Linked DNA regions of Mus musculus: regions 1, 2, 3, 4, 5 and 7 are each linked to region 6. A link is a contact called in public HiChIP or PLAC-seq and promoter capture Hi-C data. All regions are on one chromosome and are shown on one strand. The core of a region is the stretch at or near the end of the contact, and the rest is flanking DNA. Distances in the headings are between cores, read along the strand shown. Region 1 overlaps Rrbp1 (ribosome binding protein 1). Region 2 holds the start of Bfsp1 (beaded filament structural protein 1, in lens-CP94). Region 3 holds the start of Rrbp1 (ribosome binding protein 1). Region 4 overlaps Bfsp1 (beaded filament structural protein 1, in lens-CP94). Region 5 has its middle 25 kb from the start of Dstn. Region 6 holds the start of Ovol2 (ovo like zinc finger 2). Region 7 holds the start of Dstn (destrin).

What was found. Promoter capture Hi-C pulls out the DNA fragments that hold promoters and counts their contacts. HiChIP or PLAC-seq counts read pairs in DNA pulled down with a chosen protein or histone mark.
Region 1: a contact with region 6 is called in an H3K4me3 HiChIP or PLAC-seq map of bone marrow-derived macrophages, with 3 times the contacts expected there. The contact joins the enhancer-like site here to the promoter of Ovol2 in region 6. A contact is called at or near these places in 3 of 39 promoter capture datasets (cranial neural crest, embryonic stem cells and pre-B cells), 4 of 115 datasets of contacts at active chromatin or transcription factors (bone marrow-derived macrophages, embryonic forebrain, large pre-B cells and 1 more) and 2 of 9 other capture datasets (liver and macrophages).
Region 2: an H3K4me3 HiChIP or PLAC-seq map of craniofacial prominence shows a contact between it and region 6, with 6 times the contacts expected there. The contact joins the promoter of Bfsp1 here to the promoter of Ovol2 in region 6. A contact is called at or near these places in 6 of 39 promoter capture datasets (the C10 cell line, cranial neural crest, hippocampal neurons and 3 more), 2 of 484 Hi-C or Micro-C datasets (bone marrow-derived macrophages and embryonic stem cells), 9 of 115 datasets of contacts at active chromatin or transcription factors (astrocytes, bone marrow-derived macrophages, craniofacial prominence and 6 more) and 4 of 9 other capture datasets (adipose tissue, embryonic stem cells, liver and 1 more).
Region 3: a promoter capture Hi-C map of second pharyngeal arch cranial neural crest shows a contact between it and region 6. The contact joins the promoter of Rrbp1 here to the promoter of Ovol2 in region 6. A contact is called at or near these places in 11 of 39 promoter capture datasets (cranial neural crest, erythroid cells, frontonasal cranial neural crest and 8 more), 2 of 484 Hi-C or Micro-C datasets (both in embryonic stem cells), 6 of 115 datasets of contacts at active chromatin or transcription factors (astrocytes, bone marrow-derived macrophages, forebrain and 3 more) and 2 of 9 other capture datasets (adipose tissue and liver).
Region 4: a contact with region 6 is called in an HNF4G HiChIP or PLAC-seq map of pancreatic cancer cells. The contact joins the enhancer-like site here to the promoter of Ovol2 in region 6. A contact is called at or near these places in 4 of 39 promoter capture datasets (cranial neural crest, embryonic stem cells, erythroid cells and 1 more), 3 of 484 Hi-C or Micro-C datasets (Th1 cells, bone marrow-derived macrophages and embryonic stem cells), 9 of 115 datasets of contacts at active chromatin or transcription factors (bone marrow-derived macrophages, craniofacial prominence, embryonic midbrain and 6 more) and 2 of 9 other capture datasets (adipose tissue and liver).
Region 5: an H3K27ac HiChIP or PLAC-seq map of embryonic stem cells shows a contact between it and region 6, with 3 times the contacts expected there. The contact joins the enhancer-like site here to the promoter of Ovol2 in region 6. A contact is called at or near these places in 2 of 39 promoter capture datasets (the HPC-7 cell line and hippocampal neurons), 1 of 484 Hi-C or Micro-C datasets (bone marrow-derived macrophages), 5 of 115 datasets of contacts at active chromatin or transcription factors (embryonic basal ganglia, embryonic hindbrain, embryonic midbrain and 2 more) and 1 of 9 other capture datasets (liver).
Region 7: a promoter capture Hi-C map of second pharyngeal arch cranial neural crest shows a contact between it and region 6. The contact joins the promoter of Dstn here to the promoter of Ovol2 in region 6. A contact is called at or near these places in 15 of 39 promoter capture datasets (the C10 cell line, the HPC-7 cell line, cranial neural crest and 9 more), 4 of 484 Hi-C or Micro-C datasets (embryonic stem cells and nephron progenitors), 12 of 115 datasets of contacts at active chromatin or transcription factors (bone marrow-derived macrophages, craniofacial prominence, embryonic hindbrain and 7 more) and 3 of 9 other capture datasets (adipose tissue, liver and pancreatic islet).

What each region holds. Positions count from the first base shown.
Region 1 is chr2:143,973,121-143,976,831 of GRCm38.p6, forward strand. Rrbp1 (ribosome binding protein 1) reads right to left here. Exons shown (of 24, transcript NM_024281.2): 3 at 1,341-1,489; 4 at 349-471. Among named protein-coding and RNA genes, the nearest start is that of Gm33804, 35 kb to the left of the region's middle. Within about 2 kb of position 2,326, at least 7 of the 459 cell types and tissues checked have an H3K27ac peak or open chromatin away from gene starts, as enhancers often do. A contact at or near this core is called in bone marrow-derived macrophages and microglia, where this site is marked.
Region 2 is chr2:143,861,489-143,865,264 of GRCm38.p6, forward strand. Bfsp1 (beaded filament structural protein 1, in lens-CP94) reads right to left here and starts at 1,685. Exons shown (of 8, transcript NM_009751.2): 1 at 1,088-1,685. The coding sequence starts at 1,443. Gm33648 (a long non-coding RNA gene) reads left to right here and starts at 1,838. Exons shown (of 3, transcript XR_375039.4): 1 at 1,838-1,926; 2 at 2,937-3,058.
Region 3 is chr2:144,009,419-144,013,231 of GRCm38.p6, forward strand. Rrbp1 (ribosome binding protein 1) reads right to left here and starts at 1,845. Exons shown (of 24, transcript NM_024281.2): 1 at 1,581-1,845.
Region 4 is chr2:143,836,720-143,840,717 of GRCm38.p6, forward strand. All of the region lies in intron 5 of Bfsp1 (beaded filament structural protein 1, in lens-CP94), which reads right to left. Among named protein-coding and RNA genes, the nearest start is that of Bfsp1, 24 kb to the right of the region's middle. Within about 2 kb of position 2,137, at least 92 of the 459 cell types and tissues checked have an H3K27ac peak or open chromatin away from gene starts, as enhancers often do. A contact at or near this core is called in Th1 cells, adipose tissue, bone marrow-derived macrophages and 1 more, where this site is marked.
Region 5 is chr2:143,888,124-143,891,925 of GRCm38.p6, forward strand. It overlaps a transcript of Bfsp1 not described here. Among named protein-coding and RNA genes, the nearest start is that of Dstn, 25 kb to the right of the region's middle. Within about 2 kb of position 1,973, at least 66 of the 459 cell types and tissues checked have an H3K27ac peak or open chromatin away from gene starts, as enhancers often do. A contact at or near this core is called in embryonic stem cells, where this site is marked.
Region 6 is chr2:144,329,632-144,333,463 of GRCm38.p6, forward strand. Ovol2 (ovo like zinc finger 2) reads right to left here and starts at 2,449. Exons shown (of 4, transcript NM_026924.3): 1 at 2,130-2,449; 2 at 1,273-1,490. The coding sequence starts at 2,229.
Region 7 is chr2:143,913,951-143,917,942 of GRCm38.p6, forward strand. It overlaps Dstn (destrin), which reads left to right and starts at 1,381. Exons shown (of 4, transcript NM_019771.2): 1 at 1,381-1,697. The coding sequence starts at 1,695. It also overlaps a transcript of Bfsp1 not described here.

The DNA.
Region 1 (3,711 bases), core at 1,076-3,575, 360 kb before region 6:
AAATGTACACGTTTTTTCTAGGTGCACTAGCTCAAAAGACCCTGGTACCTAGGGAGCCACCACAGTCTGAGATCCTGGTCTCTGTTAAACTACGTGTATTCTTGGACCACAGGGGAGGAACACTCCCAGTACTACACCTCACCTCTTTGGGCAGCAGATGAACTTCAGTCAAAACATTCCTGGCTTGGGAAAAGCCATATGCTAGGCAGACAAGCCCTGGCTGAAGCTGCCTGTTTCAGCGCCAGCCCTGAGCCTGTCCTGATGACCTAAGGGCAGCTGCGGCCCTGGGCACAGGGAATCTCAAGAGAATGGAGAGGAGGCTGCCTTGCTTCTGAGCTGAGGCTGTACCTTGTTGAGTTCCCTTAGCTTGCTCTTGGCGACGGCCGCATCCTCTTGCTCTGTGGCCAGCAGCTTTTCTTTCTCTTCTAGTTGGCGTTTCAGAATTGCTACAGGGTCACCCTTCTGAGTGGCCTGGAAATGTTGACAAAGCCATGTTACAGGGGAAGAGTGAAATATATAGTCCCCCAACTCTGGCAATAAGCAAAAGGCAATAAACCTCCAGGTAGCATGGGCTTCAAAATAAGTGGTTCCATCTGACCCTAGACACCATATGGGAAGGGATAGTCCTGTTAAGCCACCGAGTTTTTAGGAACTCCCAGATCTTGTACATACAGATGCTTGGGGTAGTTTTCATAGGTTATAGTATTTCCAGTCTTAAAGCCAGAAAATGTAGACTATAAGCCACTGGCTGCAGTGTGGGAGCTAGGACAGGAAACCTGTACTCTAATGTCATGGTCTGAGCAAGGTGACCCTCCGACACTCATGCCCAGGGAACACCCCCAGTGCTTACTTGCTGAGGTGCTCTCAGCAGCACTGAGGCCACACAGAGCATGGCACCCCCCAGTGACAGCCGGGAAAGAGTACCCCCAACACCTCCCATCACTGAACTGATCACCAAAATTACTATCACCCAACTAGCTAAGGAAAAACCCACGCATACTGCACTTCCTAGAACAGGTGATTGGCCAGGGGCACTAGGGAGTGGGGCTTAGTCTTTGAGCTTGCCCTGGTAGCACAAGGGAATTATGTCCAGATCCCATGCTCTAACCCGAGAAGCACAAGCAGCACCGAGGCCCCGCTCTGCTCCGGGCACATAAGCAGCGGTAGCATTCAGCCCAAGCACAGACAGCAATGGCAGGATCCTCCAGGAAGAAGTGAAAACTGGTCTGGAAACATTCTCGTTGCAGTCGGACAAGATAGCTCCTGAGTAGGAGCAGAACTGGGCAAGATGTTCATCCCTGGGGACAGGGGTAAGCCACACCAGCCCTGCAGTGGCCTACCTTATGCCAGGTGTCTTGAATGACTCCAGTCTTCTCAGAGAGAATCTCAATAAGCCGCTGGGCCTCGCCCTCACTGAACACCATGCTTCCAACCGTAGAGACCAGTGTCTTGTAGGGCAGGAAGAGAGGGCCGTCGCAATCTGGGGGCCCTGAAGTGGGAAGGAGCAGGGACTTACATTCCACCCCCAAACAAGAGATATACAACAACGTCCATCAAAAGGTGGCTCTGATCAGAGGCAAGGAGAACTCTGTTCTACAGCTTTAGGCTGGTACAGTGAACTTCCTGATTAATGATGGGTCTGCATTCTCAAAGAGTCCCAGCCAAGCTTTGGAGTAACATCCCTCCTTATTTTATATCAGTAGTAGGTATCGAATTCAGGGATCAGTGTGTGCTGGATAAAGGCTAGCCTTTGTTTCTTCTTTCTTTCTTCTTCTTTTTTTCCCCCTGGGGTGAGCCATCAGCCTTGCCCTCTTCCTTTGCCCAGACTTATTTGACTCATGGATATGCATCTCTAGGGTTTTGTTTTTTAAAGATTTATTTATTATGAGTATGCTGTAGCTGTCTTCAGACACACCAGAAGAGGGCATCAGATCTCATTACAGATGGTTGTGAGCCACCATGTGGTTGCTGGGAATTGAACTCAGGACCTCTGGAAGAGCAGTCGGTGCTCTTAACCACTGAGCCATCTCTCCAGCCCTCTTTCTTCTTTTTAAATTAACAACACTGAAGCTGTGTGGGAACTTGAGGTAGCTTTCTTGATAGGACCTGTGTGAACCTTAGCACTACATAAGCCGAGCGTGGTAGCATACGCCTGTAATATCAACACTTCAGAAATGAAGGCAGGAAGAGCAAGCCATACTCAGCCACACAGTGAATTTGAGGCTACCCTGAGTTGGATTAGACCATGACTCAAAATAAGTAAATAAAGAAGTAACAAAAATAGCGCTGCACAAAATTATCCACAACACATTTTTCTCAGTTTTTTTTTTTCTCCAGTTCCTCTTTTTCTAGTGAAACACTTGGTCCATCTCATCTTCCATGGTTCTGCATCACTATGGGCAATGATCCCCAGAAACACACATACACGGAAAGCTTGGAGGGTACCAGGACTCTGCTCCCCACAGTCAAGGACAGGCACTCTAGCCTCCCTAGATGGAGCTTAAATGGTGACTGGCTTCAAAAGAGAAATGGCTGGGCCAGGTCACTAGAATGAGCTCTTCACTCCCTAGGTACTTGCTCACAACAACCCCCCCCCCCCAAAAACCCAAAAAACCCATCACCACCACCACCACCAATGAAACATCCTCACTCCCAGTCTCCATGATACCCATGCAGACTTGTAGGCAAGAAAAGAGTGAGTTGAGATAGCTCAGCTAAAATGCCTGGGAAATTCCTCTGCTGATATCTAAATTTGCTCACAATTGAAACAGACAGTCAAATGCACTAAAAGAGACAGACAAGTGCACTAGGGCGAAATTCAGCTAAACCTGCCTTTTGAGGACAAGGAATGGGGAAGGTTTCTACAGCAACCCTGGCTTCTCTGACTTGTCACAATATTTTTACTTCACAGTCATAATATTTTCATTACAAGTGGAAGCACTTAGCGTGATATCATAATAAAGGCAAGGTGGGATGTGGGCGGGCTGGTTGCTATGAGCACCTTATTTTATAACTTTTTACCTTAGGAAAGTGCAGTAGATTTAAAAATAACCACACTAGCATTAAAAGGCCCAAAAGCTTGTACTGCCAAGAAAATGGGATGAGAGTATGTGTGTGGGGACCCCATTTCTTAATTTCCTTGAAATATGTATGCACATGCAACTAATGATAGCTTATATACATACTAGATACAATCCTGAGTGCTGTAGAGCTAGAATAAAATGGCCCATGAGCTCACTCTCAGGAAAAAAACCCCTACTGAGACATTTTTTGCTGTTTTCCCACCCCCCAACCCCTGCCCAACCTTAAATAGATATTCACTGCCCAGAGTTTAAAAGAAACAGGCGAGGCAGGGTGGCCTCTCAAGCTTGTGTGGAACTGAAGGCTACTTTCTTTCTTGATTCAGAATGGTCCTAGCACCCCTGAGAACTTGTGATTACAACCCCTGAGACTCCTGCAACTTGTGATGTGCTTTAAGCAAAAAGTTTACATGGAGTTTCAAAACCTCAGTGTAGACAAGAACATAAAATAGCAATCTGATATACTGGTTGAGCATCAAGAACACACAATTTGGATAAACTGGGTAAAGTACGCTGTTAAAATTCATCCCAACTATTTCTTCGTGGCCTATTCTAATGTGGCGAATGGGACTACTAAGTTACAGATGTGGTGCATACTATATTCCTCAGACTGGCTGTTCTGTGCCGTTCC
Region 2 (3,776 bases), core at 435-2,934, 470 kb before region 6:
AACCCCAAACAAGGTTTCTTTTTATGTAACTTTGGCTGTGCTGGAACTCACTCTGTAGGCTTGGCTAGCCTTGAACTCACAGAGATTTGCCACAGCCAAGTCTCTGTTCAAGCCCTGCTCCCCACTGGCTTCTGCAAGGCTTATATCCCCATGAGAGATGGAGTTTCAGGTCCCTTCTTGCAAATGGGTTCCTATGGCTCAAAACCAGGAACAGAAAGATTGATGATGGACTTAATAAACTATCCAGCTTGCCAATAAATTCACATTATGCTTCATTTTAACGTTTATTATGGAAATAGCAGTTGGACTTGATAAACAAGCTTTAAAATATACATATTCACTCATTCAAACATAGTCCCCAGAGAAACTCCGTCTAAAAAAAAAAAAAAAACAGACAAGACAGACAGTTGATATATACGTGAATTTTTCAGCCATAAAAAAGAAAATTATGCTGTTCCCAGGATAATGGATGCAACTGGAGATTAACATTAAAGCCAACTGAGCCAGTTTCAGAAAGCAAATATATGTTTTCTCCAATTTGTAGTTCCTAGATTGTATATAGTCACATAAAGTCATACACACACATACAAGAAAAGAAATTGGGGAAAAGGGAGATAAGTGGGAGGGAGGAGAAATGAGAAAAGGGAAGGTAAGGATCCAGGGGAGAATGCGGTTATGGTACAATATGTACCTGTATGAAGATTAAATTGAAAAAAAAAAGTATGGAGTCAAAATCAGTCATGTGAGAGTGCATATCCTGAAATTATAGAACCGGGGTGCACTGGGAACTGGGAGACTGCAGCTCTGGGGTGGTGCAAACTACCTCGCATATTTGGGTGTTGGCTCAAGTTAAACACCAAAAACTCGAACTATGCATTTAAAACCTGTATGGTCCATTCTATCTATCATCCCAAAACATAGGAAAAGTAAATGAAGCCGGATCCCGAAAGTGCCATGGAACTGAAAGTTGGACGTCTGCAGGACCCGTGCATCCCGACGCCCCTCTCTCCGCGGACAGTCTGCAGTTACCCCCACGCCTCCCGCCACATCGCCTACGTGCCTCAGTCTCCCTAACCGTGCCTCTTACTTGCTGCGGAACTCGTCGAGCGCGCGCTGCGCCTCGGCCTCCTGCCTCTCGAGCCGCGCGTGCTCGGCTGTCAGGTCCCGGGCGCGCTGCAGATTGGCCTCGACGTGGCGGGCGAGCGCGTCCTCGGGCCCGGGCTGCTCGCCCAGGCGCTGGAAGGCGTCGAGCTGCCGCCGCAGGCCGGCGTGGCGCTGCTGGAGCGCGCGGGCCCGCTGGACCTGGACTGCCACGCGCTCGCCCAGCGCCTGCAGCGCTGCCAGGCCGGGCGCGGTTCCCCCGGGCTGGGCGGCGGGGCCCGCGGGCTGGGCGCGCTCGTAGCGCTCCTGGCGGGCCTGGAAGACGTAGCTGCGGCGGTACATGGCTCCCGGAAGGCCGCGGCCTGGGCTGCGCCTGCTAAATAAACCGGCCGGCCGGGCTGGGACGTTCCAGAGCCGGTCAGCAGATGTGCCCTCGGGGCGGGCGCCCAACAATGAAGAGCCGCGGGTGCTTTGTGTGCGGGATTAAGCCGCCCATACAGCTCCCGGGTGGAAGGGGCATCGGGCAAGGACCTCTTTGTTCCGCCATTGTGGAGGCCTGTTGCTATGTGACTGCACGGAGGATCAGGGGGACAAGAGATGCATGATGCTCTTTTAACTGGCTCTGTGTAAGCCACCCAAGGCCAGCTTGCTAAAGTCCTGCAGCAGAGGGCCTGGCACTTTCTCCTGTCCCTTCCAACTTTCATTATGAACTTACTTGTTTGTTGTTGATTTCAGGCTTTTAAAGGCGTTACAATAATACCATGTTGCTGAGGCTGTCTCGGGGAGGGCTTCCTAACTATGCATGCAGATAAAATGGCCTAGCATGTAAGTGTTGAGCTGTCCTCCTAGTAATTTCTTATGACTGTTTGGGTGTATTTGTGAGGACTTGACAACTTGTATAGTGACTTAGGAAGACTGGTGATACTGACCTACACCGTTGCTCTCTCACCAAGGAGGTGAGGTTAGATGCTTCAAACTTAACAGAAATCCTTACAGTCTAAGGACTTAGTAAACTATCCAGTTCTCAAATAAATATTCTCATTATGTTTCATTTTAACTTTTATTATGGAAATGGCAGTTGGAGTTAAAAAACAAGCTTTGAAATATATACAATCACTCAATGTGATAGGCTTTGAAAAATTCAAAAGTAAAATTAATGTTGAAAATATTGAACTATTTGATGAGATTATTCCAGGATATAAATATTTATCATATTAAAATATTTATTTAAAGATCATTATCAAAGTCTGGAGAGATAACTCAGTAGGTAAGCATGCTGTACAATCACGAGAACCTGTGTTCAAATCCTCGGCACCCACGAAACGCTGGACATGGCTAAATATGCCTATAACTCAGCAATGGAGAGGGAGGTACAGTGATGGAGAAGCAGCAAACCTTCAGTTCAATAAGAGACCCTTCGTCAAGGCAGTGAGGAAGACACTAAATGCTCTCCTCCGACCACAGCATATACGTGCACACATTTCACATTTCTATAACCACATACTTAGCAGTACATGTGTATCACCCACAGTTTTAAAAACCATTATCAAAAGGACTGGTCTCTTATAAATTAAGGCTTAGCAACACCATATATTACCAACCATATGGATTACACATAATTATGCTACAAATTAAAGTTACTAAAAATAGGGAAAATCACTGAGATCTTTGTTTAGTTTATTATCACTCCAAGAAGCCTATATAATAAAGGATTCAGTCTGGAACAAAGCAATGTATGATCTGTATGTGTGGTGACATGGTCATATTCTCTCTCTCCCTCCCCCCCCCTCTCTCTTCCTCCCCTCCTCCCTCCATCCTTCCCTCTCTCTCCTAAGACATTTAGGTTTTCATGGCCAAGTGGAGGAGAGCATGATGTGAGTATTTTGAAGGTTTCCCACACACTGCTGGTGATGAATTGATTTCCAACTTCCCAGAGAGCAAAACCCACATGTAACAGGTACGATAAATCACCCATGGCCTTTGACATCACATGTTAGTCAGTTGTTGCTACAGAACAAACGACCCCAAAGAGTCGAGAAATAACACATATTTATCACCACTCTCTGGGTCCCCAGCCCGGCTGAACAGTTCTTCTAGCTGCAGGTCTTTTGATCGGCTGAGACAGCACCATAGCTCTTGTCCTTCCTTCTGAGTTAGCAATGTCAGAAGCCGTGCCAAACAGGTTCATCCAGGTTTTCCTCGGCAGTGAGTCCACTCACATCCTGTTGCTAAGTCAAATTACAGGCTCACAGACAGCCCAAGCGGGGAGTTACATGGGAGTCTGAGGAGATGACTCAGTAAAGTGCTCTCTGCTAAGCCTGAGTACCTGAAGTCCCCCTCATCCCTGCACCCATCTCGTTCAGGTGGAAGGAGAATTTGGTGTCACAAGTCTATGTAACCCCAATTCTGGAGCTGGGAGACAAGCAAGCAGATGTAGGGTGCTCTCCAGCCAGCCAGCTTACTGAACCAGACAATATCGTTGAATGGGGCCAAATTACTTGAGCTGAAGTTCAATGAGAGACCCTGTCTCAGAGAATAAGGTATAGGCTAAGAGAGAAAGACAGCTGGAGTTGAGCTCTGGCCTCCCTCTGTGCACACACAGAAGGGCATACGTACATACAAATGGATGAAGTGGGGTGGAATGGCTCACTCAGACCATGACAAGGATTTAGATA
Region 3 (3,813 bases), core at 595-3,094, 320 kb before region 6:
GATGGTGAGAGAATACTTAAGTGAAGGGCTGTGTCCAATGTGCAATTCTTCAGCCTACAATGTGAGTCTTTACACAAAATTCAACCCAGGACCCCAACCCCCACCATTAGGCTTTAAGCAAATGAACTGCTAGCTTAGCAAACAGAGATGTGGGAGGCTCTAGGGATCCATCCAAGTTTCATTTCCTTGGTGTTTCCCAGTCCTGACCTCTGACCTGAGGACTGATTGCCAAATTGCCCTCGGTTTTGCACAAGATCTCACACTTCCTGCTCAGTTCCCCTGACCTCAGTGGTGAGTGGGTGGTACTATCTTCAGGCAAGAGATAAAGAAACCCCAGGTTCAGAGGTTAGGAGACATGACCCTCCGGTGTTCATGGGGCTGGAATCCAGGTGTGCGACTTCTGCAGTGGTTGGCAGTGCAAGCCAGGCTCCACCTTGTTCCCTTGTCTCTCACGTCCCTAAACACACATCCCACAAGAACAGTCAATACCAGTTGGCTACTCCCTACACGTGCTGGGTCTCCACTGCTGTCTCTCAGATGGGGAAATGGGAAACCTCTGAGAGAAAGCATTTGGTTAGCAACTGTCGACGAAGCGTGACACCTACGGGAAAGAGTCTCTGAAGCATCCTGCACAGCCTGCAGTAAGCCCGGGTCAACCGGCCTCCCTTCCCCGGGCACTGCCGGGGAGCCTGGCGGGCCGGGACAGACGGCGGGCCCAGTGCCAGGGCGCTTGGCCCGCCGGGCCGGAGGTGCCGACTTCCGCCCAGGCCTAGCACCACGGGTCCACTAATCATGGGCGCGGGAAAGAGACGCCAGGCAGGACCCCGGGTGGCCCCAACCCTGGCCAGGTCCCGCACCCTCGTGCCGGTTCCGCGAGGACCCGCCGTGAAACGGTGCTGCGGCCCTGCCGCCAGGGGGAGCAGGGAGCCTCATCCCGTACTCCGGGAAGTTGCTACGGCCAGTCCCGGACGGCACCCGCGGCGAGCCCTGTGGCCCCCGCCCGCCCCGTCGGGGCTGCCGACGTGTCCTGTGGCCACAGCCCGCAGCCCGGGGCTCTGGGCCCCCGCGTCGCCAATCCAGTCTCAGCCCTCGTCCCAGGCCGGCCCACCGCCTTCCGCCCCCCCAACCCCCTCCGGCCCGGACTCCGGCCCGGCAACGTCATCCGGTGGCTTCCCGAAACTTAACCCCTTCCTCCGCCAGCTGTGCGCCGCCCCGCCCCGCCGCCAACTTTCTTAGCCCAACTTCGGAGCGCGCGGGCCGGCCCGACGGCCCGGCCGAGAGGGAGGGGTCGCCACGTCGTGCCGCGGGGCCGCCGCAGCTCCTGGCCTGCCGGCCGGGGGAATCCACCCCGAGGGGCGCGCTCGGCCGACGCCCCTGCACGGGCTCGGCCTGGCACACGCAGCTCCGTCCCACTCGAGGGGCCGCGGCTACCGCCAGGGCGGGCGTGCGGGCCGGCGCCGCCGGGGGAGGGGCCGCCGAGGAGACGTGTCACTCGCGGCGCGACCGGCCCGGCGCCCCGACGGCCCAGCCCGCGCGCCTCCACCGCCGCCGCCGCTGCAGGGCCCGGCCAAGTTTCTTACCTGCAGCGGGAGACGCGAGAGGGAGAGCGAGAGGGCAAGAGCAGCCGCCGCCGCCGCCGCGGAACCGCAAGAGGGGAGCCGGCCGAGCCTCCACCGAGAAGCCGCCCCTGAGCAGCTGCACACACTGCGACCCTGGCGCCGTCCGCCCCGTCCGCCGTCCGCTCCGGCCGCTCGCTGGCTGCGTGCGCGTGTGTGGAGTCGTGGCACTTTCTGCCTCGGAGCTGGCGAACGGCCCCCTCCGCCGGGATCGCCGCCTCCTGCCTTCCCCACCCGGACCAGCCATTCATCGAGCTGCCTCTTCCTATTGGTTCACTAGCCGCCACTCTGCCGGCCTCTGACCAATCAGACCGCGGACGGCCGCGCCGCGGTGGCGACCATTGGCCAAAAAGGAGGGTCTACGTCTCAGCCAATGAGAGAGAGGAGGAGCTGCGGGGAGCCGCGGGGGGCGGGGCCGAAGAGGGGCGGAGCCGCGCAGCGCAACTCTCAGCTCTGCGCGGGGGCGGGTCTCTAACTCCCCGCCCACCTAGGGAGGTCCTCTGCCGGTCCCGCCCACTCCAGGCCTCCGCTCTCCACGCCACCGCTTATTCGGATTTGGCTCCGCCTAGGCCGATAGACTGCGGTTCGAATCCCCTTGGCCGCAGGCTGCTCTTTTCCTCCACACTGCCGGGCTGAGGTGGCCGTGAATGTTACCCTCAGGAGGACTGCACAAACCGTGAACAACTGGGAAAATGCCTTATTTAAACCCAAATAACGTCACACAAAGCACCAGCCTCTGGGTCTAAAGAAGAGTTCTGCAAGGGTCAGAGCAGGGAGGATGGGGCCTTATCTATCCGTAAAGGCACTGCATTCTGCATTCCATATTTTACTGAATAAGTGGGAGAATTGAGGTGGAAGACCTGGAAAGAACAAAAGAAATAGAGGTGGAAATTTTGATAAGAAAAGCCACTCCCTAAACAGAATAATATACTGTCCTTGTACAAATCACACAGCAGAGTTACATCCATCCTGTGACACTTGATTTCAGATGTTGGGACCATGAGGTTTTGGCCCAAGAAAATATGATAGCAACCCAGGAAATTGATCTAGTGATACTCCAAATATTAGCCAGCTACCCCTTTATAAAAACAAAAAAACAACAACCAACACCTACTTAGAAGAGGGGTGCATATGCCACCATGCACCAACTCTCTGCTTGATTCTCTCCTTCCATGGCTGTTTCTAGGGATCAAAACTCAGTCAGATTGCATAGAAAGTACTTAAAAGTAGTTTCCCTGTGCCATCTCATCAACACAAAAGCCTCTCTTCAAAACCAAGTTCAATTGAAATAACTTAACTTTAAGTGCTTTTCTTTTCTTTTTTTTTTTTTTTTTTTTTGAGTCAAGGTCTCACTATGTGGCTGTCCCACAACTTGCTTTGTATAACAGGCTGGCCTAGAACTCAAAGTCACAGAGTTCCTCCTGCCTCTGTTTTCTGAGTACTGGCATTAAAGGCATGAAACACCATGCCAGCTTAAGTTTAGGTTATAACCATTTTAACTGCAGCTCTTAAAATTATTCCTTTGAGCCTGAGGCAAGATCAGCCTCTTTGAAATGAAGTTTGGTCTCTCTCCTCTGTCCCCCACCCCCCTTTCGAGTCCACACAGAATTTGATATCAGGCATATCTCTCTCTCTATTGCTCGAGCAGGGTCTGTCTATGATCCTGGAGCCCACTCCTTTAACTCAGCTGCCTGACCAGTGAGTGACGGTCTCCATCTTCACAGTGCTGGATTGTAGGTGGCACCTGGAGTGTTCACATTCATGTTGGGATTTGAACTCAGGGCCTTCATAGCAGGTACTTTACCCACTGAGCCACCTCCCCAGCCTCTAAGATTTAGTGTTCTAAAAGGCCAAAGGACTACACCTGCCCCAGCCTCTGTGGCTGCAGAGTTCCTGCCTCAGTTCCTCTGTGAGCACCCCTTTGGCCATTGCTACTTGACAGCTGTTGGTCTATAGTAAAACTGCAAGGAGAGAATACAGAGGGGTTAGGCTGAAACTAAACTATTTATTTCTGGTTTGAATCTCAGTGTCTTAGGGAATTAATGATTAATCAGCAGGAATCACTATAGATCACCTTTCCACACTCAGTCATTTTCCAGAGCTGAGATTCACTTGAAATAAAATTAAGGATCCCAGCTTCTGGTCAGCAGTTGCTAGCAGCCAGTCTGGCTGGATCATGGTGGGGCATTTACCTCCC
Region 4 (3,998 bases), core at 887-3,386, 490 kb before region 6:
TAAACATTTTTGGAGATAAAATAGCTGCCAAAGGGGGTTGTAAACCACAGGTTGAGAAGCGCTACCTAGAAAATGGTGAAGAAAATTGAAATCAGGCAGCATACTAAGTATCCTTGTCCCTCCTGTGGCAAGACTAAGGCAAAGATGTGGGCCATAGGCATGTGGCCCTGTGTAAGAACAGTGGCTGTCAGGGCCTGGACCCACCACAATTCTGTCACAGTCAAGTGAGCCATCAGAGGACGGAAGGATCTAAAGACCAATGGGAGCATCACTATTTGAAACCTCTGACAATAAATGGGTTAATTTAGGTAAAGACGATGATGATGATGACGATGACGATGATGATGATATATCCAGCATGTTGGCTTTGTGGGTAAAGTTTCTTGTTACCAAGCCTAACAACCTGAGTCTGAGCCCCAGGGCCCAAACAATAAAAGGAAAAGAATAGACTTGTGAGAGTTGTCTTCTGAACTCCACACATGCATGCACATATATGCACGAGTGAACACACACGAGAGAGAGAGAGAGAGAGAGAGAGAGAGAGAGAGAGAGAGAGAGAGAGAGAGAGGGGGGGGGGGTGTAAATGTCCTGTGTTTTGTTTTGCTTCAGGGATGGTGCCCTGATCAAGCGCTGATGCTGAATCTCACCACTAGATGGCGGTAAAGAACCTTGATGAAAAAGAGGTCAGGGCTCATCCTGTTTGCCAATCAATAAAACCGTTTTCAGGTCCTGTCAAGACACTGAATTGTCTGTCATTCCTTGTCCGCCTGGAAGAAATTAATCCCCAGGGGACTTGGGCACCTGTGTTTGGCTGACTTGAAGGAGAGGCCCCCAGCTCCAATCTCGGGCTCTGTTCTTAGAGGCATGGATCTAATGCCTGTGGAGCCGCCTGGAGGACTTGTTACGACAGGAGTTGCCAGGCCACAGCTGGTCTGGATGTACCCGTGAATCTGCACTTCTGACAAGTTCCCAGATGCTGCTGATGCTGCTGGGCCAGGGAACTTACCCTGAAGGTCCTAACCGGGAGACATTCTGGAAGCATCGAAAACCTTAACCAGCACCACAAAGTAAGTTATTTAAATTAATTAAATTAATCCTAATCACATAAGCCAAGGAGGAGGAGAAGGAGGAGGGGGAGGGGGAGGGGGAGGGGGAGGAGGAGGAGGAGGAAGAGGAGGAGGAGGAGGAGGAAGAAGAAGAAGAAGAAGAAGAAGAAGAAGAAGAAGAAGAAGAAGAAGAAGAAGAAGAAGAAGCAGAAGCAGAAGCAGCAGCAGCAGCTAAGAGGAGAAGTTGGAGGCAGAGGGTTAGACCCAGGACTTTACACACAGCGCTGGCGTGGAATAGCCTTGGGCCAAGGAATGCACAACCTCTTTGACTAAACAGGGTCCTCCCCACTATAGCCTGTCGGAATTGACTTGTACCAACCACACACCCGACACTGTGAGCAAGTTCTCCCATAAGATCCTCCAGCAGGGGCCCAGGTGGACTACACACACACACACACACACACTTTATGCCACCCTGGGAGACCCAGAACAGAGAGACCAACCTGCTTGCCCCACTCCCTGACTTACAGAACAGTGTGAAAATGAGAAAATACGCAGGAGCCACGTCACATACATGGGCTGTGACAACCCGTGAAGGTGGCACACCTGAGGTTCATTAGACCAATTTTTGTTATTTTGTTAGACCAATTTTGTTATGTTCAGTATTTTGTTACTGAACAGTCACCTCTCTGGATCCTAAGAGTCCCAATCAACCAATTATGCCTCTGCTGAAAAATATATATATATGTGTGTGTGTGTGTGTGTGTGTGTGTGTGTGTGTGTGTGTATAACCATGTTTGTCATCATTTCCTAAATAATAAAAAATAAAACTACTTATACCCACTCACACTATCCTGGATGTTATAAGTTGTTGGGGTTGAGTTCAAGGCTATGGGAGAACTTCATAGTTCACATACAAGCACTAAGCACTTTGGAGTCTTGAGCAAGTGTGATTTTCAGTACCTGTGGGGTTGTGAAGACTAATCCCCCTTGGATACTGACAAGCGACTGTACATGCCCTGCAGAGCATCATGGACGTGCACTGGTCCACTTGACCACAGTGTGGAAGCACTGTGCTTTCTGTAGAGGCCATGCTTCCTGTTTGCATTTTGCCTTCGTGCATAGCAGTGGTGTGGCAGCAAGCCATGACTGTATCAGCCAGGACACACCCTACACTCGACAGGGTGCTGTGCTGTAAGGTTGGGGTGTGTAATAGATAAGTGGGCCATATAAAAGCCATGTGCACCTCAGGTTACTTCAGCTTGCTGCAGATTCATCCAGACATGACCCCTCGAGTCAAGGACACTGGATAACATATGGATAACTATCTTTATAGAATTGGCTTGCTTTGAATAATTTTTTTTGCCTTCAACAACATTTTATGAGAAAGGATCCACAAACTTCACCAGACTAATAAAATCTAGGGACAGGGAAGGGAACCTAGAGGAGAAAGTGAGACCCTACCTTAGACACAGAGATAAACTGCTAAGTCTCAGTAGTGTCAGAGGCTGAGAACAGGACCTGACCCAACAGTTATACCTCATGTACTCAGAAACCAGGCCAAGCCTGTTGTTTCCCACCCAATGAACTATAACTAAGAGTTTGAAAAACATGGGTTTCCAGGACCATAACAGGCCTGCACCTGCTTCCTCAGTCCCATGCACACATGCACAATACACACATCCCACATGCAGGCACATGTACCCTACATCAATAGATCACACACTTCCTATACATATCATGGTTTTATAGCCATCAAAAATATGTGTGCACACAAAGAAAGACAAACAGTCTCCCCCCTCCCCCCCCCCCGCAGAACTAAAATTTTCCATGTGAGGCTAGGGCCTTGATCTTTTTAGTATCTAGGGCTGTGTTTTTCAACTTTGTCACCCAGACCACAGGAAGTGACATAGTTCACACCATAGGCCACATCATATGTGTGCATTTGAGCAAATACATGTGTAGTCAAAAATATACAGATACATTTAAGACAAAAGTTTTCCAGGATAAACTTTGTATACTTCTCACTGCCATGCATTCTGTTACTTCTTATTCCCAGCGCCATTGTGTTGCTTTCTTCTAATTTTTTATAAAGACTTATGTATTTACTGTACGTATATGAACACACTGTCACTATCTTCAGACACACCAGAAGAGGGCATCAGATCCCACTACCGATGGTTGTGAGCCACCATGTGGTTGCTGGGAATTGAACTCAGGACCTCTGGAAAAGCAGCCAGTGCTCTTAACCCCTGAGCCATCTCTCCAGCCTGCTTTCTTCCTTTTTTGTACCAGTCAATTCTACTGAATTCATTTTACACCTGGTGAATTTCAAGGAACAATTTGAAAACCACAGTCTCCAGAACCGGGACTGGGCCTACACCCACTTCCTCAGTCACATGTAAAACACTTACACCATACACACATCCCACGTGCATGCACATATGCCCTACACAGATAGATGAATAAGTCATACTTCATATGAACATCACACGCCACACATATACCTGACATTACACACCCCACATATACACATGTATATACACATACATGCACACATGCAGAGCCCACGCACCCTTCACATTACACATGCATGCAATATACATATCATACACACTTTACAATATACTCTACATACATACACAGCAAATACACTCAAATCACCTCATATACTCACACACTACCCACAGACCTTATATACACATATACGACATACACCACACACACTATATACATATCACACACACACACCACATTCTCTACATAAACATTTCTCCATCTCTCCCTTCTCCACTCCCCTCCCTCCCTCAAAAGAAACCACGGTCACTGAGAAGTATCTAGTCCCTGAGGCATGGTTATGTCCTGGGAAGAAGGCATTTTTAAGGCCTGACTCAATTTCTCTCCTGTGATCTTTCACTCAGGGGGCAACCACTGTTCCTTGTTGCCCCCTTG
Region 5 (3,802 bases), core at 723-3,222, 440 kb before region 6:
CTAGATGGTCCATCCTTTCGTCTCAGCTCCAAACTTTGTAGTATATGCTTATGTGTGTGTAGTTGAGTGTATCTACTCGAGTGTGCCAAGGCCAGGAAGGGTCTTCCTGCATCATTCCCTGCTGTACTCCTTTGAGACCAGGTCTGTAGCTAAACCTGGAGCTTGCATTTTTTTTCCAGCTAAGTTGGTAGCCAACCAACCTCAAGGACCCTCCTCCCTCAGGTCTCCTTGGAGCTAGGGTTGCAGGTGTTCATGGGATCACTCACAGGAGGTTCCAAACTCTGGTCCTCGCAATTACATAGCAAAATGTTCTAACCACTGAGCCATCTCTCCAGCCTCGGAGAAGACTTCTTTAACCAAGCTTTAGAATAAAACTGCAAAGACTACAGAGGAAGAAGAAAGACGGTAAAGCAGAGACAAAAACTCTCCTGCACACGTTTAAGAGAATATCGGATCTATGATAGCAGGAAGAAGTGAGAGGCAGGGTGACGCAAAGAAATGCCACAGATAAATAGACGGCAAGAAACGAGATAGAATTCAGAAATACTAACACTTACAGTTACAGAAGTATTTACTGGAGGCCATAAAGGATGGATACCATGGCTTTGCTGAGGACCATGAAGGGAATGCTCTTTCCTTGTGGTCTAAAGAATGGAAACTACTGGCCAGGTGTGGTGGCGCACGCCTTTAATCCCAGCACTCCGGAAGCAGAGGCAGGCATATTTCTGAGTTTGAGGCCAACCTGCTCTACAAAGTGAGTTCCAGGACAGCCAGGGCTATACAGAGAAACCCTGTCTCGAAAAACCAAAAAAAAAAAAAAAAAAAGAATGGAAACTACCTCTGGCCCAGGGGAGGGGCATGGCATTCTGATCTCTTCTCCAGATTAGATAGAACATTCTTAACTGTTTCCTTCTCCTTGAATGTTAATCCAGCTAGGTTTCTTGATCACCAGGCCAAGAGATTACCAGGTAGGAAGGCTGATGCCCTGGCTCCTGACGCTGTGTTGAGGAGAGAGGGGAGGAATAATTATCCCCTTATGAGATTAAGTCCCCACAGACAGCTACAGAGCCGCCAGAGTGAACATTGCTGAGCATAACTGACTCAGATAGGCACGACCTTTCTTTTTCTTATTCCTATCTCTTCGTCCAAACTTGGGCACACTTTGTGCCCAGAGCTTCTCATTCCTTCTCTGACGCTGCTCACTGTACACTGGTGCCACGCGGCTGCTTATGAACTACATGCCTTTCTCTTCCCTTTTCTGTCCTTCCTCCTGTCAGCGGCTGCCCACGTTTATAGCGTGCCTACCCTGTAGGGTTCTCTCTCTCTCTCTTTCCCTCTCCCTCTCAAATTCTAATTGCTTCATGCTTCATTTCAATTTTGTTTATATATTATTTCATTAACAAAACTAGCTTCCTAAAAAAGGAACCCCCAGCTTCCCCGGTAACATGTCATCCCATGTGGGGCTCCCCCCACCCCTTCCCACCACTGACTAAATATGTAACAACCGACAGAAGCTGACGAACATAAACTCAGTGCCCACAAACAAACTTACAGAAACTCTTAAGAAAGCAGCCTGGACTCTGGACAGATAGGAAAACCAACCGCAAAGATAAATACAGCCTTATTGCCACCCATGAGACGCAAGAAAATTGATATCCAGGCAAGGAAAATGTGACCACACCGCATACAAAGAAGACAGTGGCTGGCAGGAAAGGTATTATCTTCAGGGGGCAACTTTTGCTTAGAGCTAGGAAACTCTTATAGAAACTCGGGCTCCGAGGGGCTGGAAGGATGACTTAGCAATTAGAACATGCTCTGCCCTCCCAGAGGAGGTTCTTAGCACCCATGTTCAAGGCTCATAACTGCCTGTTACTCCAGCTCCAGGGGATCTGCCGACCTCTTCCGGACTCCATGGGCACCTCATGCACATGCGCATATCCACACATACGCACGTGGTTAAAAGTGAAAATTAAAACAATCAATCAATCAAACAAACATAAAACCCAGGCTGGCTGCTGCCTGGGAAATCAACTGCTGAAGAGAGAAACAGAAGGTAGTCTGCACGCAGTCCATTCCTGTCTAACCAGTTTGAACCCCAGCAGGGCACCACACACAAACCATTCCGGTCTAACCTGTTTGAAATCCTGAGGCACAAAGAGCTGTTCTCGGTAAAGTACGGTTAGAAAGTGAAGTCTGGAGACCTGAAGACTGTCCTACAAGGGAGAGAACTATTGGCTAGTTTTGTACTCTGTTTTATCTTTATTTCTTTATTCCTCGGTACCTTTTCTTTCTTTCTTTCTTTCTTTCTTTCTTTCTTTTTTTTTTTTTTTTTGTCTTCACATCTGTGTGCTGACTTACTTCATCTTCGTCTTTTCTCGCTAGCTTGTGCTTTACGGTCATTCTGCTGTGCTCCTTCCCCAGTGACCCACGTGCTTTCCCTTTCTTGGTCTCATTTCTTTCCCGACTCCTCCTTTCCTAGCGTTGCTAACCAATTGCTAATCAAAGTATTCTGACTTTTTTTTTTTTTTCGAGACAGGGTTTCTCTGTGTAGCCCTGGCTGTCCTGGAACTCGCTCTGTAGACCAGGCTGGCCTTGAACTAAGAAATCCGCCTGCCTCTGCCTCCCAAATGCTGGGATTAAAGGCGTGCGCCACCACAGCCCAGTGTATCCTCACTTTCTGCTTCCTAACTTTATCAATGACTTTTCTTACTGTGGTAAGAAAACGCGTGTCAGAACAAGGGTGGGAGGAGTTTCTTTGGCTCACAGTTTGAGGGTGCAGTCCACTGCAGCAGGGACGTTGGCTTATCCAGTGGTTGAGGGAGCTAGTCACATTTCACCCACAGTTAGAAAGCAGAGAGGAATGCATGTTGGTGGTCAGCTAACTTCCTTCTGTTACACAATGGAGGACACCTAACCAGGAATGGTATGGCACCATCCATGCTTAGAAAATCCTAATTTGAAAAGTCTTTCACCCACGTGCCAAGAGGTTTGTATCTCTGGTCATTGTAAACCCTATTAAGTTGGTAATTAAGATCAGTCACCACATTAGCCCTACTGGAAATGTAACTGAAGTGCCCCCCTTTTTGCCTCTAACCTTTTTTCCGATGTGTCTCAGCACTGCGTTTGATCTAATCAGTATTCCTATTACTGCTGTTTAGTTTCAGACCTAGGACAAGGGACCTAGGTACATACTTTACATACCAGAGCAATCCTGGCCTCCGGGTTCTCCCAGCATCCCTCAGTCCCTACCTGGAAAACCCTGCCCTCAATCCTGAAACCTCCAGCCCAGAGGCTGGGCTGCCCTTCCCACAGATGCTCTTCCCTGTATAATCCAGACATTTTCTCCTCTCTCTGCACGAGCACTTTCTCTTCCTTTTTCCCCCTCCCCTCTGTCTGGTCTCTTTCCTCTTAGGGCCTGTGACCTGGCCCACCCAAGAGCAGTTTCTCAATAAACCTGCATTTATGTATATTTTAATCTGCCTTGGATTGGCTCATTTTATCAGCAAAGAAAATAAGTTATCACTACCTGTACGTCCCTTCTAACTCGTAGTGAGGATCCTGCAGTCAAAGTGACAACCACTAAGAAGATCTATATATAAATTAAAACTAACAAAAAGAATGAGAAAAAAAAAACCACACACTCATCCCAACTGATGTGCAAATTACAACACAGAAACACAAACCACAAAAAACCCAGCGCGATGCCTCCCACAGCCCCCAGAAGGCCTCCCTAGCTGAAGCCAAAGACACTGGAATACAGGGAAGCCAATCCAAAACACTAAAACTCAGCAACATCAGAGAG
Region 6 (3,832 bases), core at 1,199-3,698:
CAGAAGCTTTCCAAGCTTCACAGTAAACTTCAGCACCCTCTGTGAATTAACCCTCCCCTATCTCTCCCCCTACCCCCCACCCCACCCAGCTCGCAGCAACGAGTCTTTCCGGTGGTGCTGTAGCCTCAAATTCTAATTCAGAACCAAATGCGCCCCAGCCCACTCCGAAGTCCAGCCCCGGGGGGAAAGAAAAGACCCACTCCGAAGCCCAGCCCCGGGGGAAAGAAAAGACCCACTCCGAAGCCCAGCCCGGGGGGGGGGGGGGGGTGGGGTGGAGAAAAGGAACCGCCGCTTTCTTTACCAACTAACTACCGGCTGGGTTCACCCTTCCCTCCCTGCATGGGTCTGGGGGCATGGGTAGCCGATACCCTGGGGCGCCCTAGAATTATGGCCTACTATAAACAAGGTGACGCTATAACGGGCCAGGCTAGGACCTGGGGCTTATGCATAAAACATGTCGCCTCCCTTCCCCCTCTAGCTGGCTGTGAGTCAGCGGGGCAGGATTCCTTAATCCTGGGGGTAGCGGATACCTTTGAACAGGTGGTCATGGAAGTTCCACCCAACATAGTGCTGATGGCCATCCAGATAAAGTGTTGCCTACAAGTCTATAGCTTTTGAGGGGCACAGACATTCCAATCAACTAGAGTAGGAACGCTTAAAAAAAAAATCCGCAGGTGAGCCCTTTTATCTTTTACCCACTAATTTAACTCTTGAAGATTTGAGAGAAAAGGCAAATCTAAACTGCTCTGCACAACAAGTTTCCAGTCTAACAGGCTCCACCAGGGCGCTGGGAATAGCGGTGACTGCGAGGTCCACCGTGTCCTAAGACACAGGAGGGAAACAAAACGCAGGAGCTCAATGTGCCAGGGACTATGTCAGAGGCCATTACGTCTAAGATCCTGGGTAGCACTTCTTTACCGGAGATCTCGGGCTGTCTAGGTAATTGTCTGGCTTTGGACACAGGGTGGGCGGCTGAAGCGGGGTATCTGTGCTTTATCTTCAATGGTTCCCAAAGCCACGGGCGGCGTCAGACAGGGCCATCACCCTGGGTCTAGATCCGCTTAAGATGCTGGCGGCCCGGGCACTGTGGCGCAGGGGACAGGTCACTAGGAGCCTGGCTGCGGCTCAGGGGCAGGTGCAGGAGTGGCGGGCTAGTCCGCGGCGCCTGGGCTCCGGTGCGCGGGCGGGCGCGGCAGGGAGGGGCGCCGGGGCTCCCGAGCCGGACGCCAGGGCGTGGTGCAGGTGGCGGCGGGGGCAGAGTCGACACCCTACCTTGATTTTTGACCTGGCAACCGGGCGCTGCATCGCTGCCAGATGTCCATCGGTGCCTTGGGCGTCGTGAAGCTCTGGAGTTTCAGGCTCCGGCGCGCGCGGGGACGAGCTGCTTTCGGCCCCTCCGGGCTCCCCGGCGCTGCTGCTGCAGCCGCTGCTACTGCCGCCGTCGCTGCGGCAGTCTTCGGGCGGGTCGCGGAGCAGACAGCCCAGGCTCACTGCGGAGGGAGGGGGCCGCACCCCGACACTCAACCACACGCGGCGTCACGCCCGGGCGCCCACGGCAGTTTGACCTGCGGGCGGTGCCGCCGCCCCGCCCCGGACCTGGGCACCTCGCCAAGTGGGCGACGTCCCGAGGGTAGACGAGTCTACCCTAGCCATCCGCCCCTCGAACTAACTTAGGGTGTCGGGAGACGGGTTCTCAGGCCAACCCACGAAGCACCAGGGTCCAAGCGCCGCGGAGAAACCCGCGCGCCAAGTTTCCTCTCGCGCCCGTGGAGGCGGGTGTGCCCTCGTCTTGCCTCGCTCCCGAGGGGTTAGCGGACCTTCACGAGCGGTTTAGAGGACGTAGGGGGCAAGGGAACCCCGAGTGCCTTCCACCCACTTCCAGGCCACTTTGGCCCGCGCTGCAACCAACGGTCCTGCCGCCAGGCAATTTAGCCCTGTCTAGGGAGAGAGCACCGGGGGTCCCAGGTTTCCCAGCCTAGATCCTGGCTCCCCTCTCCCAACACCGCTGTGACCCCGACCGAGACGGAGTAGGGGTGGGAACCGCAGCCCTGATCCCGAGCAGGAGGGCCGCAGTCACCCTGCCCCCACCCGGGAGCCCCGCGCCCAGGCCCGGCCCCCGCGCTCCTCACCTGGGATGTAAGTGTCTGCCCTTTTGTCATCCGGGAGCTCATCCCAGCTGCGGACAGAGACTCCCGGGCTCCTCCTCTTCACCAAAAAGACTTTGGGCATGGTGGGATCCTCTCTTCCGACTGCGGCCCCCTCCTCCCGCTGCTCCCCGCTAGTGGCGGCGGTGGCGCCTGGGTCCCCCCGCTCCTGGAGTCCGGAGCCCACCTTCCCGCCTAGCCTGCCCTCTTCCTGCACCCCCCGCCGCGTTGCTCGGTACTCTCCCCCTCACTCCAGGTTACTCGCAGCCTCCGGGCTCGGCGACACCTATGCCTTAAATCGCGCGTGAGACCACGCCGGGGAAAAAGTTTCATAAGGTGGAATAGAAAAGGCACCAGGAAACTTGGGAGTGAGCATGCGCCCTGCAACATAACGGTGTCAACAAGCTCGCTACCTGTCCGACCGGTTCCGGCGGCCGGGGCTGCCTGATCCAGCCCTTCCTTAGGCATGAATGTTTGCAAAAGAATTTAACGTCTGATTCTTCCCCCCTCCTCTTTTTAAAAAAGGAAGAACATTTTTCAAATCAACCCTCTGCTTCATACCCCTATCACATGCACTTTATAGGATAAAGTCTTTAAAACAAGCCACAGGTTCTCTGCCCCATGCAGCCCGACTGGGAGCTGGGGTCTCCCACGAGTTGGCCCCCACCTCCGAAGTTGATTTGTCTCCATCAAGCAAGCCAGATATTAACTGTGAACCTTGTGGGGCTGTTCTAGGCTTTCTGGAATCTCGGTGGTCGGATGGGGGGAGGGTCCGCAGTATCCTTGTCAGGTAAAGGGAGGGGGGGTTGAGAACTTAAGGCTTCCTTCATCTAGAACACCCCTCAATAAAGCCTAAAAACACCACATCTTTGGAGCACGTCACTTTACTGATCTGTGCCACTCAATCTAAGAAAATAGGGCTTGTTCTACCAAAGCAGCTTTCACCCCGAAACCTTACAGTCTAGGAGTCCCTTGACTCAAGACAAAAGCTAATTGCATCTCATGTGAACGCAGATTTAAAGCGAATGTCTTGTCTTTTACCTTTCCCGTTATTGCCTCCCCTAACAACTGGACCCTTAAATTCGGAGGCAGGAAAATACTCATCCAGGAAGCCCGGGATTGAAAATTGATACAACCTCTCCCCTCCTCCGCCTGCGAAGACCGCAGAAGAGCTTTGAGCTTTTTGTTTTTATTTGTTTCCTATTTACCTTTATTCCTGGAGGGAAGTGTGTGTGTGTGGGGGGGGGGGGATCTGATAAAAGATACTAAGTCTCAAGGGGCGGCCTGCTCGCTTTGGGTACGCTGATGCCCCTATACCACAGCTTTGTTGCTCAACAACCCGCCCAGCTATCGTTGTAGGAACCCGGCTTCGCTGGGTGAGCAGGCGAGTGCTCACTGCTGGAGGTTGTCTGGGCGCGTCTGGCCAGGGGTGCTCAGGTGTCTGCGGTTCAGAGAAGCGCCAGTCTCACCTGCCTATAACAGGACTAGAGGCGCTCCTGGCCACAGCGACCCGGGGAATCCACACAGAGGCTGTCCCTGCCTTCTTCCGCCTTGGAATGGCCTTTAGGGATACAGCAGCCTGGTAACGGATTTCTGGGCTTGGCTGGCGTATTTTCAGGGCACACAGAGAGGGGGCGCAGCTCTGGCGAGGTTGTGGAAGGGAGAAGGCGCACGCACCATGATTATCG
Region 7 (3,992 bases), core at 131-2,630, 420 kb before region 6:
CTTGGGAGGCGGATTTCTGAGTTCGAGGCCAGCCTGGTCTACAAAGTGAGTTCCAGGACAAAAAAAAAAAAAAAAAAAAAAAAAAAAATCTGGAAGAAGGCACAGAAAATTTTATGCAGTAAACAGCATTCTTGTATTTGGACAGGATTGTGGAGGACGAAACACCAATGATAGGTTGAACCGTCCTTAAATGAAGTCTCATTTAGTGGGGTCAGAGTCCTGAGCAGAAAAAAACAAAAAACCAACCCCAAAAAAAAACAAAAATAAGCCAGAAGGGTTCGGGCTGCAGCTGGATGTAGGTTCTTTCTCTTCAGTGTGATTACCAATTATTAATACCAAAGACTTGTTAAAAGGGCAAACTCTTAGGTTACATTCTAGGTGCACGGAGCCAGAACTAAGAAATCTTTGAGCAAACTCTCCAGGTGATTCTGACGCCACTGCCGTAGCCTGCCAAACACCCCGTGGCAATGCAGTAAGGGATTAGAATTGCCACGACTTGCCTTTAATCTTAAGAAAGAAACAAAACCCTTAAAACTAATGGGAACCGCGGTTTGCTACCTAGGGTAGATTTTTTTTATATAGCGCCCAGAAAACAGAAACAAAGAAAAACAACGATCATGTTGCCCAAAAGCCTTCTTAGATAATTAAGACTTTTTTTATAGAGATCCTGATGTTCTCGTTGCCTAAATTCAGTTCAAAAGTGAGGTGATCATCCCACGTCTTACGAGTTCCTTTTATTCGCTACAAAAACACCCGGAGAAAACAAGGCTAGGATTGCGGGTGGCCCTGTGGAAGCAGTATTTCCGTGCAACCGCCCTTTAGGAAAACACAATTCCCCAATGAGAAACCCCCAAGCGCAGCGGCGGGGCCCGGCCCACAGTCCCGGGCCACGCGGCGTCCCCCACGCACCCCCCGCGGGCCACTGGGCCTCCTCCCAGCCCGCTCAGAAGATAAACAAATCACTCCTGTTTTCCAGTCCTGGAATAAGCGCTGACTCACACAGCACTTTGATCAGCCACGGTCGCCTCAGGAAGGAGGAAAACTGTGCAGATTTTTCCCTCTCACGCGACGGCCCGAAGTGCCGCGCTGACCAATCAGGACTGGGTGGTGGGAACAGCACCAAAGTAGGTAAAAAAATGCGGGTCGCGGTCCCTGAGAGCCGTTTTGAGAGTTCTCGTCGCCAAGCAGAGCACCCGCCCACCGGCATTCGCCCCGCCCACTCCGCGCCGGGGCCCCGCCCCTAGCGGCGCGCACACCTGGCCAGGTGGCGACTTCCATGTATGGGCAAAGGCCGCGCGGTAGGCGGGGCATCGCGTGGTCCCGCCTCCAGGGCAGGGCCAGATTCCCCGGAGCGTCCTGTGTCCACCCTTCACGGAGCAGCAGCCCGGGCGCTCCTCTGGGCGGGGAACCCATGCACTCCCCTTAACTGGAGAGGGGTTTCCAGTTGTCTGGAGACTATTGGGACTCCTGGGTGGGGCCTGTCTGGGGAGGCCGGCCTGTTGCGTAGCAACGGTGGGCGGAGCGAGGGGCGCGCGCAGCCGCAGTCTGGCTGGAACTCGTGCCCGCCCTTAATAAGCTCGAGCTGCCGCGTCCGCCCTGCGCCTGCTCTCCTGCTTTTGCTACCCGGAGGACGAAGGTGCACAGACTTTGCCGTCAGGCTCCTAGCTCTCCTCCCGAAGTCCGCCCCAGCGAACATGGTGAGTGATCCTCGGGCGTGTGCTAAGGGAGGGGTCGGTTCCAAGGCAGCTCCTGGGCGGCATCATGCCCACCGTTCCAGGCCGCCGCCCGGGATCCCCTTCGGCCCGGCCTCGCTGCCTTCGATCCCGAAGTCGGTAGATCCCCGGGATGGGCGGCCGAACCTGAGACCATCCGTGTGGGCGCGGTTTTCTCCAAGGCCAGCTTGGTGACCCGTGAGCTTTTCCAGCCCTTTTTACTGAGAAGGAAAAGGATTTTATTGAACACTCTAGAGGGCGGAGTAATTGCTAGTGAGCGTGATTAAGAACCGGGTGGCCTTGCCGTGGCTTTGTTTGTCGTATCTGGCAATCAGCTTCAGTGGCACTCTCGTTGGGCTTGTCAAGCTTGGCAGTGGCTCTTTTAACCCTTCCCTGCCGGGTCCATTCATCCATGCTAGAAATTTGCCTTTACCTGAGAACAAGGCTTTACCACAACTTTGGGTGCAAGTCCTGGACATGATGTTGTTGCTTTTCAGATGCAAATTTAAAAACTTTCAGAAAGCCCGTATAATTACTCCAGCCCTTTAAAAAGAGAAACATTCGTTGTATTGAGATGGTAGAGATTTTGCTTAATTTACAAACTTCTCTACCTCCAAAGTGTTACTCAAATCGGTTGTAAAACAGTATCTCAACTGGGCGATCAGGTGGAACATTTTGTCACTGTAGTCTGCACAATGTTACCATTTTTGGTCAATGATTTGCTGGCAAGGCCTTGCCTCACTGCTAGAAATACTATCCTGTTGCTACATCTGTGCGCCGGGAAACAGTTGGTACCCACTTATCTGTCTACAGAGTGTTTTCACTGAATAACAACTTTGGTTTTTTCTTAGGATATAGCAACTGGCTTGCAGGTGCAGGCTGGCTCATTAGATTAAATGGATAGTTTTCTTGAAAACGGACCATGCTTAGCTGTGCCTTGATATTAAGTCATGTTTGGGTTTAATGCTATGAGCTACAAATATTTCAGACCTTGAAGTCTGTTGAACCTCAGCAAGATTTTAAGTGTATGTATATGTTGATTTATAGTAAAGACTAAATCCAAAGGTTTTGAGTGCTGATAAACTTTTAAATTTGAGCACTCAGTGTAATAAAGTGAACTGGTGTCTGCTCTCCAGTCTTCTTTTAGTTGAGAATGCAAAAGTATTTAAAACAGGGCCAAACATTCTAAACGTAAAAGCTTGGCTTTAAAGCTTAATTTTTTGTTCGGTGTACATTCAAATAAAATGAAAATAGAGTCTGTTGGATTTCCTGGTACTTGGGGGAGACAAAAATAAAAACTAAAGGTGGGTTCATTCTTACATCCAAGTACTGATATATTTATTATGGTCTGAGGACTTGGGTACGGGAGTGCCACGGTGCTTTGAGGAGCCAGTTTTCCTTTCACTGTGGGTTCTGGGAATTGAACTTAGGTTGTCAGACTTGCCTGGCAAGTACTTTCACCTGCTGAGCCAGTTTGCCAGTTCTGGATATGTTTTAAGAATGAGGAATTTAGAACACAGACTTTACTATGTTTGGTTTTATAAGCACAGAAGATCTCCATTCAGTCCAGCTATTAGAGAATGGGGGGTGGGGCGAAGGGAGAGATAGAGAGATTTTCCTTTATTATCCCAGATTCTAGCACTTTTCTGTATTTGAAACCTTTTTACATTTGGTAGTAGGCTGCTGAGGCAGATCTTGTTCTGTAATTCAGAACCACACGGAACTCACTGTGAAGCCCAAGCTGGACTTGAACTTGAGGCGATGCAGGTGCTAGGATTTCGGGTGTCAAGAACAACACTGGTTTTGTATTTTTATATTTGAGTTGGGGCCTTGGATTAGGCCAGAGTGGCCTGGCATTCTACTCTCTCGGACTCCTGAGTGCGTTTAGTTATCCCTACCCCCTTTCCTCTTTTTGGGGTGGTAATGGGAAGATTAAAGTTTAACTACATATGGGCTTGTTTTAAATTAGAAGAATTACTTCCTGGTACTCATTATGTCTTCTAGAAGCAGTTGGAATAAAGGAAATTGAAATTAGAGAAATGAGATGTCATGTTTTCAAATGTCTCACTACAAAATAATCACAATAAATGTCTATAAAAGCCCCTTTCCACAGGAGGGAAGTGTATCTTCTGTTTGCACATGGCAAACAACATTTCTGTGTGTGTACTGGGTGTGTCAGCTTCCTCATAATGTGCAAAGATTACCAGCCCGCTATAAAATTCCTAGGCGTATTTGCTCAGTTCTACTGGGTACAGCTTGGCACATCGCAGGTAGATTTGG